2 separate regions of the Macaca fascicularis genome follow, and region 1 is linked to region 2. A link is a contact called in public Hi-C data. All regions are on one chromosome and are shown on one strand. Each heading gives the region's core, a stretch centred on a gene start, on an enhancer-like site or on the middle of the called end of the contact. The rest is flanking DNA. Distances are from core to core; before and after follow the strand shown.

The links. A called contact is a pair of places that touch in the nucleus more often than the background predicts.
Region 1: a contact with region 2 is called in a Hi-C map of liver, with 2.3 times the contacts expected there. The contact joins the enhancer-like site here to the promoter of ALG14 in region 2. A contact is called at or near these places in 2 of 2 Hi-C or Micro-C datasets (liver and skeletal muscle).

What each region holds. Positions count from the first base shown.
Region 1 is chr1:139,304,458-139,310,428 of T2T-MFA8v1.1, reverse strand. The region is part of intron 3 of ALG14 (ALG14 UDP-N-acetylglucosaminyltransferase subunit); the gene reads right to left. It overlaps LOC123567709 (a long non-coding RNA gene), which reads right to left. Exons shown (of 2, transcript XR_010576969.2): 2 at 4,596-4,814. Among named protein-coding and RNA genes, the nearest start is that of TLCD4, 17 kb to the right of the region's middle. Within about 2 kb of position 3,003, at least 1 of the 6 cell types and tissues checked has an H3K27ac peak or open chromatin away from gene starts, as enhancers often do. A contact at or near this core is called in liver, where this site is marked.
Region 2 is chr1:139,165,846-139,171,835 of T2T-MFA8v1.1, reverse strand. ALG14 (ALG14 UDP-N-acetylglucosaminyltransferase subunit) reads right to left here and starts at 2,303. Exons shown (of 6, transcript XM_074001144.1): 1 at 1,993-2,303. It overlaps RWDD3 (RWD domain containing 3), which reads left to right and starts at 2,448. Exons shown (of 4, transcript XR_012417487.1): 1 at 2,448-2,629.

The DNA of each region.
Region 1 (5,971 bases), core at 1,754-4,253, 140 kb before region 2:
ATTGCTAAAGAAACCACAAATCTGACTTGGAAATGCCAGTCATTGTTCATATCCTAAGGCAGTCTCTAGGAAAACATATTCTCCAACATCCACTTCAATTTTTAACCTGAAGAATAACGCACAAGGAAGAACCTCCCAGAGGGGTAAACCCAGGGGCCCAGATGAGGTTAATCAAGGAATTTATGTCATGGCCAGTGGAGAGATTTCTCCTTGGAAAGAAAACAAACAAACAAACAAACCAACAGGCAATTAAGGACTACTGATTGTTTCAGGTTGCCATTCTTTTATTTTTCAAATGGAAGTTTTTATTGTGGTTAATTCTGTTTCTGTTCTAACCTTGCATATTGGGTTGAAAGTGGGGATTGAGTATCTTTCTTTTATGTTATAGGTCATCAGACTGTAAGTAGCCATATCTGGATGTATCAGAGCAGGCTGTACTTCCCCCAGAAGTACTGACCTTGAGCTGGCTGCAGAAAGTGGATAGGACCACAGGCAGAGAGGGAGATTGAGCTGTATGTAAATAAGAGTCCACTCAGATATTTGGGTGTCCCAAGGGATTGACTCTATCTCTTTGTTAGCCTTCACCTTAATGTAATGCAGTGTTATTGGGAGTACCGATCTGTTTATTCAGAAACCTGTTACCTGCATATTGACAATTCTGAAATTCGTATGTCCAACCAGGATTCTCTTCTATGTTCTAGACCCATATATGTTATCCAAATACTGGATACCTTTGCATGAATTTACCACAGGAGAGACCTCAACTACAACACGTCCCAAACTGAAATTATTTCCTTTTACCTTAACCACGTGTGTCTTCTGTGGTAGATTGCAATAAATAGTCATAATCTTGTCCCATCTCTTTATATATGCCCCTGTGCAATGTGACTTTTCTGTTTTTCTCATTAAGAGATGGACTCCAGATCTCTACTTCATTGTGTCCATGTTGGCCTATGACTTGTTTTGACCAAAAAATGCATAAAAATAATGATATGGGAATTTTGAGCCTGGACCTTAAGAAGCCTTGCTCTCAGTCTCTTGGAAAGTTCCTGTCATCATGTGAAGAAACTTGGGCTAAGCACACCCCTTTTTTCTGATATAAGGTCTCACTCTGTCACCCAGGTTGGAGTGCATTGGTGCCATCATGGCTCACTGCAGCCTCAACCTCTGTGGCTCAAGCAATCCTCCCACCTCAGCTTCCCAAGTAGTTGGGACTATGAGTGCATGCCATCACACCTGGCTAATTACATTTTTTTTTTTTTTTTTTGGTAGAGATAGAATCTCACTGTTTCCCAGGCTGGTGACTAACTTCTGGGCTCAAGTGATCCTCCTACCTTGGTCTCCCAAGGTGTTGGGATTACACCATGCCTGGCTGGCTAGCTTCTTTGAGGATAAGAGTCTACATGGAGAAGGATGCCCAACTGACTTCCAGCACCAACTTGCGAGGCCCAGTGAGATCTCTTGTACCATAATTATTAATAATTTTTAAATGGCAGCAACAGAATAATAAACCCTGCCAAGTGAGTGCTCTATGCCACTGCACAGGTTAGACATCTGTGAACTGGTCTTGATCACCAGAGAGGTTATTTGGACCATCAAGACCCCACCAACCTTCCAGGTGACTGTGACTACATGAGTGAGCTCAGGTGAAACCAGCAGAAGAACTTCCCAGCTAAATCCAGCCCAAATACTGACCCCCCACAGAATTGTTAACTGATAAATGATTGTTGTTTTAAACCACTAAGTTTTGTGATCATTTGTTAGGCAGCGATAAATAACTAAAACTTACTTAGTCCCTTATCTCCTATCCTGGATAATTAAAGCCTGAATCATTTAACTTCACCCATCCTATGAGGCCTGAGGAATTCTTCAGGCTTTCTACTTACTTGTGCATCCATGAGTATGAGTTGTGGAGTCAGACTACACGAGTTTAAATTCTAGCTCCCCTTCTAATGTGACCTTGAATGCATTATTTGTGCCTGTATTTCTTCATCTGTAAAATGAAGATAACCTTATCTTTCTTATTAGGGTCTGTGAAGGTTAAATCACGTAACAAATGAACAGCACTTAGCACGGTGACTATGCTTAATAAATGTCATGATTGCCTTGGATCCAATCATGCTGTACATAAGATTCAGAATGAAACTTGCAGGAGTACTACAGAAGACTGCTGGGATCACACAGGAAGTTTTCAAGGAGGTCAAAAACAGACATGGTCCTACAGAAACTACAAATTAGTGTAAATGACAAACTTGTGCTCTGGAGTCAGACTTTCTACCTTCATATATCAGCTCTGCCACTTATTCTGTTTCTTGGCACATTACTTAACCTCTTTCTTTTTTTTCTTTCTTTTTTTTTTTTGAGACAGAGTGTTGCTCCATTGTCCATCAGTGCAGTTGCATGATCTTGGCTCACGGCAACTTATACCTCCCGAGTTCAAGCAATTCTCCTGCCTCAGCCTCCCAAGTAGCTGGGATTACAGGTGCCCGCCACCATGCCCAGCTAATTTTTTGTATTTTTAGTGGGGACAGGGTTTTTACCATGTTACCAGGATGGTCTCAATCTCCTGACCTCGTGATCCGACTGCCTTGGCCTCCCAAAGTGCTGGGATTACAGGTGTGAGTCACTGTGGGCAGCACCTCTTTAGGTCTTAATTATGTATACTGTAAAATGGGAATAATAAAAGGAAATCCCTCATAGTATTATTGTGATGATTAAGTGAGGACTAAATTATTAAGTCATGTAGGCTTGCCACATGGAATATTCACACTACATGATATTTGAAAAGTGAGTATTGGTCAAAAAGGCAAACCAAAATTGCTTTAAGAGAAAAATTACCAAACATAAAGTACACCATATACAAGACTGCAAACAAGATTTGACGTAAGCAATCAGGAGCCAAAGGGAAGATAAACAACTTAAGTTTAGAGAGGAAGGCAGACGTGAAACCATTCAAAACTTTAGTCATTGCATCAGAAAGTATCGGAGTTGTGGTTCCTCAATCTCTCTGCAAGCTACAGCAGCAAAGCAGAAGGTACACTAGCAGCAGGCTTTGGATTGTAGATAACAGTTAAAGCAATCCGAGGTTCTTCCCTACCAATTAGCCAGTCAAGTTTTCAGTAGAGGAGTGACATTTAGAAAGAGTACCTTGACAACAACTGGAGAACAGAAAGAGCAGGACAGAAGGTCCACTGCCTGTTTTTGTAAATAAAGGTTTGGAACATAACCCTTGTATTGAATCATTCATGTATTGGCTATTGCTGTTTCCTGGCTTTAAGTGTAGAGTTGAGTAACTGTGACCATCTGGCCCACAAAGCCTGACCTATTCTTTAAGAAGTTATTTGCTGATCCCAAGGAGACTGTTGCAGTAACCTGGGGTAAGACAAGGGTGGATAGCTTTGGGGAAGGGACAGTAAGAATTTTGGAAAGGCAAACCTATAGATTGTGCCAAATAGTCAATGTTTCTGAGGAAAACATGACCCACATATCAGTTGGGATCATCTGTTTTGTTTTTAAACTAGATAACATTGACTCAAGCCCCTATTACACAACTGTTATATTATACAGTATTTCATGAAGTATCCTGCCACTTTTCCAGACATTTGATTTCAGTACTACCTCTGGCCCCTGCTAATGGGTTCAGTTTATGGACTATTTTGCTGGACTCTAGGTGTGCTATCTCCTTTCTGCTCCTTTTTGATCTAGCATTGCAACTCGGCCCCATCCTGTGATTTCTTCATTTACCTCACCACCACCTCCCCTCACGCCATGTGTGTGTCTTGCAGAGGTATGGGAATTTAAGGGTAGTGGAAAGCCTACTGGAAATTTGGAAGAAATAAGGGGAGTTAAAGAAATACAAGTAACTTAGAATAGTACACATTTCAAAAAAGCATTTTAGGCATACCATGAAGATACTCTGCCATCCCTTTCTTTTCACTCTTTCTCATCTCTTCTGTCTTGTCCCCAACTCCTTCTACATCCCCAAGTTAATTTCTTTTTCTTCTCCTTAAAAATGTTTTTTTTCCCTTGATACATAATAGATATACATATTTTCAGGGTACATGTGATAGTTTGATACCTTTATACACTTTGTAAAGATCAAGTCAATGTAATTAGGATGTCCATCACCTTAAATATTTGCCTTTATGCCAAAAATTCAAATTATTCTCTTATAGCTATTTTAGAATATACAATAGATTATTGTAAACTGTAGCCACACTACTGATTCCAAATTAATTTCTGATATAGAAGAGTCCCTCTTCTTATCCTATCTCTTACTAACCCAAGTTTTCAAGGCACACCATATATGTATAATGACGCAAGATGTTTTCCTCTGAGAAGAATTCTACTGCCAGCTATGAGAGAAATGGTTTAATTTCACTCTAGTAGCAAGGTTTCTTGGCCACAATGAGACATTGGTTTGGATCAAAAAATGTGTAATCCAACTCATCCAGCTGGAGGAGCCAGGAAAGGAGGTAGTCCAAGATGGGAGTAATGAAGTAGGGAAACCCAGATCACTTCCACAGGAGTAGTGTAAATACCTAAGAGGTGTGTGTGAGGTTGTAAATGAGAGAGGAGGCCAGGAATCAGGAACAGAGGAAATCAAACAAAGGAATTTTATTGTAGACTCTTGCCCCCTTTTGAAAGGAGATGGTGTGGTAACTTTTATATATATTCCACTTCATAGAGTATTAGACACACTGTAGGGACACAAGAAATGTTTGATAAACAGAACTCTTCATGCCATTCCTGAAATCTAGTTCTTTTTGTGCTCCTGGGGCTTTGCTGTTTTGATATAGATCAATTTACTGCACCTGAAAAAATCAAGCAGCATTAGTTTTATTTCTAAACTACCCAAGCAAAAGAGTATCAGTAAGTGTATCTAATATGTTCTTCCTTCAAATAGATGGAAACTAGCTCTCAATAGATTTGTATCATAACAACATCAATAACAATAAACAATGTTACCACCATCATTTATTGAATGCTGACTAGATCTGATATACAGGATCAGATCTAGATAGCACAATGGTCTGTGTACTCTCATTTAGGCCTCATAATAGCCCTATTATTATATTAATTTTACAGATGAGAAGATTCTGGCTCAAAGAGGTTCTTTTTCCTAAGGTCATAATAACTGGTGGTTTGTCTGACTTCAATACTCTTGATCTCAATAACACTAGTCCTGGCTGCCTCATAACTGGTTGCCCTGCCCCATTTCTAAACTTTTGTTCTCCTTATTCTGTTGCTTAAAATCCTTCATTGTTTCCTCATCTCCTCCAGGGCAGAGTCTACGTAATTCGGTGTAGCATAGTTTATTTTTCATAATCCTTGACCACTTTAGTGGCCTAGCTTCTCCTGCTGTTTCCATAAATGCATACTGAGTTCCAAACATTTGTGGTTCCTGGGGGACAGGCCCAGCTCCTCCATGCTTCCGTGGTTTCGCATGTTCTCACTCATTCTGTGGTATTCTTCCTCCCCATCTGCCTGGGCTTCAACACCAGAAACCCAAGTTCTAATAAATCTCTTTTCTGAGATCTCTTAGTCTCTCTGGATTTTGATTCTCCTGTTAGAAAAATTGAGATGATCCTTCCTCGGTTTGGAAACAGGTTACCTGTAATGAATTGTGGTCTTGCGTCTCAGTGGCTGTATCATTTTGGGAAAGTTGCTAGGCTTCTCTAAGCCTCAGGTTTTTTTCTAGAACAGGATAGGCCGGGTGCGGTGGCTCACACCTGTAATACCAGCACTTTGGGAGTCCTAGGCGGGCGGATCACCTGAGGTCAGGAGTTCAAGATCAGCCTGACCAACATGGGGAAACCCCATCTCTCTAAATACAAAATTAGCCAGGTGTGGTAGTGCATGCCTGTAATTCCAGCTACTCGGGAGGCTGAGGCAGGAGAATCACTTGGAGCGGAGGTTGTGGTGAGCCAAGATCGCGCCATTGCACTCCAGCCTGGGCAACAAGAATGAA
Region 2 (5,990 bases), core at 1,054-3,553:
GCAGTCTCTGAGATGATTATTTCCAAATGTCAGAGTGCAGAAACTAATTCATGGGACTTCAGTGCCTTAGGATAGTGTCAATTTAAAAGACATTCACATTGACTTCTTTTTTATTTAAACACGCTAAATGAGGTATGAAAAGCAGGTTAAGAAATCAACTGAGAAAGGAAGAGCAAAGAAGAAACCTATTGACAAGAAAATTTTAATAATAGATTGATGTACTCTTTAATCAATTTTCACGGACCTCTTGCTGACAGCGGGCTTCAGCAATTGCCTCCTAATCCTTCCTACAGCTGTAATTTTGCTCTTCGTGTTATTTCACTCATCTCACATATAGTAAATTTGGAAAATTAAAAATAAGTAAAAACTATTTGAATATTTTATAGATTTTTGTTTTGTTTTGTTTTGTTTTTTGCTTTTGAGACAGGGTCTCACTTGGTCGCCTAGGCTGGAGTGGTGCAAAGGTGTAATCTCGGCTCACTGCAACCTCCGCCTCCCGGGTTCAAACGATTCTCCTGCCTCAGCTTCCTGAGTAGCTGGGATTATAGGTGCCTGCCACCACATCCAGCTAAGTTTTGTATTTTTAGGAGAGACGGCATTTCACCATGTTGGTCAGGCTGGTCCCGAACTCCTGACCTTATGTGATTCACCCTCCTCGGCCTCCCAAAGTGCTGGTATTACAGGCGTGAGCCACTGCACCCGGCCTATTTTATAGATTATTTTCAATAAATAAGTCAAAACCCAAATTGTTTGACTTTTAATCGTAACACTGGATTTTGAATTAAAATAACAGTGATATTTTAAATTAAAAATGTATTCTTTTGTTCAATCTCTTTAGCAGTTAATTTGAACCTACTGAACTGCTGGAACGTCTGTTATTTTGGAAATAAAGGAGTTTTTTTTTTTTTTTTTTTTTTTTTCTTTAAGCCAGTTGGCCATATCAGAGATAACTGAGTTTAAATAAGCCTTCATCTTCCCAATTATGTGCTCCTAATTACTCGGGGTCACTGAAATCCCATGGCATCTTCTGAAAAGCATTTTCCCTGCAGTCCATCTTGTTCGGTTTCCTTTCTGTTCCGGGAAGCCAGTATCTTTTCCTTTATCAGATTCCTTTTTTACCAATAGCGGGAATGGTCATGGTGAGTGGATGCAGGGTCTTAAAATCAGCTAACTTTGTTCTGACTTCTGTAGGTCAGTGACAGGAGTCACTGCATAACGACCTAAATTCCCATATTTATCTCATGAAATGTGATTTCTCATACAAACAAAAGTTGTGAGAACTCCATGAGCAAGACCAGCTGCTTTTGGGGGCTGCCAAATTTTAAATTGTTACTGGAAAAGCAAAGACCAGGCAAACATCCGAGAGACAGACCTACTGCAGATAAGTATTGTAATCTTGTTCACTATAATCAAAACAGAATAGATTGCTTATTCTGTTACCCTATTGATATTGCTCACATTTTAAAATTTAGGTGCTGGACTCAAGAATGATAATTTCATTAAGCTTCAAGAGTCACATTGTATTGTATGCATCGAATATCACGAAATCGAAAACACTGCAAAGCTAGTGTTTACACCCTTGGGTCATACCCCAACAGCCAAGGATTCCCACTGGCCACCTGCAGCAGGGCTGTCCCCTGTGAAGGCAGGAGACAAACGAGGAGCCTTAGCACACTTTGCTCCCAGGACTTTGGCGCACACTTTCCATGAGTCCTGGTCCGTCAAGTCAACATCCCGAAGCCAGGACTGGCAGGTCCTGACCCTCCCTTTTTGCACCCGTAAGGGGAAGGGCTCGGGAATCCGGACCTTGTCTAGAGTCCCGGCGCCAGTACCAGTTCGGAGGGCATCCTGGAGGTTGTTACTAACCCGGGCCTCTTCCGGGCTTCCCAGACACCAGGGTTGCTAACAGCTCCACGGGGGCGAAGAATTTTATTTTGTTAACTGTGGTTATCTCCAACACTCAGTTCAAACCTGAGCAGGGCAAGGTCTCACCTCGTCTCTCGGTCACTTCCCTGCTTGTTTGTTTCTTCCTAACTCCCAAGTGTCCTTCGCCCAGTTCATCCCCACCTCAGCAGCCCAAGGCTGGGCGGGGACGGTCGGGGTTCGAAGCCTGCAGCTAAACTTAGAGGGTTTCAGGCTTTGCTGGGAGGCTTCCCTGTGCTCAGAAGAGCCGGGGGTAAGCTGGGCGGTCGCCTCGGGTGCAGACAGAGGCGCCGGGCCTCGACCTCCAAGAAAATCTCCAAACCGAGGGTCTGAGCTTCGCGTCTGTAGTTAATGAGCAAGAGCTTCCGGGCGGAACTTCTAAGGGTCCAGCCCGCCCAGTCTCCCCCTGCCCTCACCCCGTCTCGCCCCGCCCACGTTCGTTTCGCTCCGCCCCCGCCCCATCTCGCTCCGCCCCCGTGCTGCCCGGCTGCGGAGGTGCGGGGTGCCCCCGGGTGGCCGCAGGCAGTGCTGCTCCTGGCCAATGGAGGCGGCGGCGTCGGCGGCGGCGGCGGCGGCGGCGACAGCGGAAGGGGAAGCGCTGAGGGGGCGAGGCCCATAGCCATGGCGGAGCTCGTGCGTGAGGAACTCTCGGCCCTGGCCGCGATTTTCTGCGGGCCCCACGAGTGGGAGGTGCTGAGCCGCTCAGGTGACTACCCCCGCGCGGGAGGGACAGGGCGCCCTCAGGGGCCACCCGCGTTCTCTCTGCGGCTCCTCCCCACCACTGAGCCTGGGCACCCCGCCTGGGCCCACGTATGGGGACCGGGTTAGTTGAATGATGGAGTGACACGTCCTGGAGGCCGGAGTGGTGTCGCAGCGGGCGGGAGTTTGAGGCGACCCCAGAGACACTAAGAGAGCGGTGCGGCCCACTGGGGCCTCTGCCGCCGGTCCTGCTCCCGGAGCCGCGGGCCCCTGCGGTCCGCGTCCCCAGGCCCTTCCCCAGCCTCCCACCATTCAGATCTCACCCTGTAAAGAAGCCTGTGCTGAGGCCCCCTCGTTGTTCTGTGTCATTCCTAAGCACTATGCCCTAGGCCCACGAGAGCACTCCCCGGTTTTAACTTTACACGGGTATTTGTACATCTTAAGTTGCAGGAGGGCAGGGTCTGTTTGGTAATAACTCCAGGCACCTAGAATGGTGCTGGCCAGGCACATGGTAGGTAGTTGGTAAATGTTTGTTGACTGAACTTTTTAATTTATCCAGTGCTCAACCTCAACTTTATCTGCATTCTATTTCCAAGTTGTTTGCTTTTCTGATACTTTTTTTTTTTAGGTGGAGTCTCGCTCTGTTGCCCTGGCTAGAGTGCAGTGGATCCATCTCGTCTCACTACAGCCTCCGCCTCCCGAGTAGCTGGGATCACAGGCGTGTGCCACCATGCCTGGCTAATTTATATATATAAGATACTTTTAAAAATAATTTTTATATATATATACTTTTTTTTTTAGGTGGAGTCTCGCTCTGTCCCCCAGGCTGGGGTGCAGTGACGCGATCTCGGCTCACTGCAAGCTCCGCCTCCCGGGTTCACGCCATTCTCCCTGCCTCAGCCTCCGGAGTAGCTGGGACTACAGAGTAGCTGGGACTACAGGCGCCCGCCACCTCGCCTGGCTAATTTTTTTATTTTTAGTAGAGACGGGGTTTCACCGTGTTAACCAGGATGGTCTGGATCTCCTGACCTCGTGATCCACCCGCCTCGGCCTCCCAGAGTACTGGGATTACAGGCGTGAGCCACCCGCGCCTGGTCTTCCGATACTTTTTTTTTTAAACAAGCTCTTGAGAGCTTTATTAGTTAGTTAGCCCACATTTATTGAATCCCTGCTGCCTGCAGACTTTGTCAGGGTTTCAAAGACACCGCTACCCATGGCCTCTAGGAGCTTACAGTGTAGAGAGGTTCTTTTCACTATTTTTTGATGATAGGTGAAACTTACTGTCCCTGTATGTGGCTTCTATTGAGTAAAAAAAAAAAAAAAAAAAAAAAAAAAAAGCCATTTATGAGAAAGTGCAGTGACTCAGTTTTCACTTAGCTTTCAGATACATTATGTACATGTTTGGGGCATGAGAGTTATCGTTCTAATGTTATATTGTAGCTACTATTAAAATTGACTTTCTGACCATAAATTGCTTAACCTTTAAGAAGGTTACCTTTAAGAAGGTAGTCTAGGCCGGGCGCGGTGGCTCATGCCTGCAATCCCAGCACTCTGGGAGGCCGAGGCTGGCGGATCACCTGAGGTCAGGAGTTCGAGACTAGCCTGTCCAACATGGCGAAACCCCGTCTCTACTAAAAGTACAAAAATTAGCTGGGCATGGTGGCATGTGCCTGTAATCTCCGCTACTCAGGAGGCTGAGGCAGGAGAATCAATTGAACCCGGGAGGCGGAGGTTGCAGGGAGCCAAGATCTCACCATTGCACTGCAGCCTGGGTAACAAGAGTGAAACTCTGTCTCAGGGAAAAAAAAAAAAAAAAAAAAAAAGTAGTCTAAAATTGGGCTGGATGTTGTGAGAAAACCATCTAAGATTAAGATCCTTCATGGTATGTATTGGATGTGTTATTCACTGAAGGACAGGGAGTTGACTTCCATTTATTCCTTCTTGCATTCATCCACTTACATCCACTCATGGGGCACTGTTATGTTCCAGGCACTATGCACCTATTAGTGTAATGGAGTTGCTTTCTTTTTAGTGCCCAGCCTGACTTGCGTCTTTTGAAACAATTGTTTAAAATCCATATGAAGAGATTTACTCACTTTTAGTGTTTTCTTGTCATCCCTCTTCTGATTGGATAATTCTTCACCATCTCCCTCTCTGTCTCCACTGTTCTCTTTAGTGATAATTACTTCTGCCTGAGGCAGCTATTTGAAGAGATCATCAGTTTTCCTAAATTCCTTTATTATGGCTCAGTTGGGATTATCCTGGAAAAATGAACCTGCAATTTCCCATCACACCTTAAAGAACTGGTAATGATCTGGGTCATTAGTACACAGCTGAGCATAAAACACTGCTGAAGGGTCAGAGAAAACCCAAAAATGTAAGCATAGAAAGAAAACAGTTTCTTAATCTTGAGAACACTGTGGACCCTTTATCTGCTGTTAAATTAAGCATGACTTTCAAGCCATGCCTCCTAATTAATTTAATTCAGTGTTCTGGCATCAGTAAGTAATTGAATTATAAAAGAATTCAGTGTAACAACTTAGGACATTTTGTTGCTGAGAGGTTGAACAATTCAGTGATTGAAACGGGGATGTTTGATGTTCACAACTTGGAATTAAGGGTAAGGTAAGGCTTTTTTTTCCCCCCCCCATGGTTTTCGTAACATCTTTTTACAAAGTAAGGACTTCTTTAACAGAGCACAGTGAACATGCAGCAGACTGCTGGCTACCACTCACCATCACTGTCAGTTTGGGTTGGAGGATACACGCCTGATACCAGAACACTCTAAACACCAGTTCTTTTCTGGCCTCCCCCAAATAGGGTTCTCCCTTTTGCTGCTGGAATCAGGAGAATGTTGCAGAGGAATTGCATTCCTGGTAACACGATAACCCAGCAAGACTCAGACTGCTAACCCAAGGATCAACTATTAAGGCCGTAAGATTGAAGAAGCTGAATAATTGGATTCCATTTAGCTGGACTAATTTTGTGCTGAGAATTTCAGGGGATTTTATCTGCCTTTTGATCTCTTTACAATGGTTATAGTAAGCTCATAGTAAGAGGCATAACCGTCTCTTAGGGGTGCAAATTAAGTAAGTCCCTACACTCTCATCTACAAGGGAGGGCTGTGGATAGACCCCATTAGGGATATTCTGTTTTTTTCTATGCATTGTAGTCAGTCCAGGTGCCAGATTTGTTGGGGTGACCTGCCATGTATGTGATACTTTAAATACATCTTACTTGATGAGAGTTACTATTGGTCTTATTTCACAGAGAAGATAACTGATACTTAGACTGGTTAAATAACCACCAGGCTCCAGGTGTATGGGCCTTTGCACTGCATCATGCTCCTTAATAGAGAGATGGGGCTG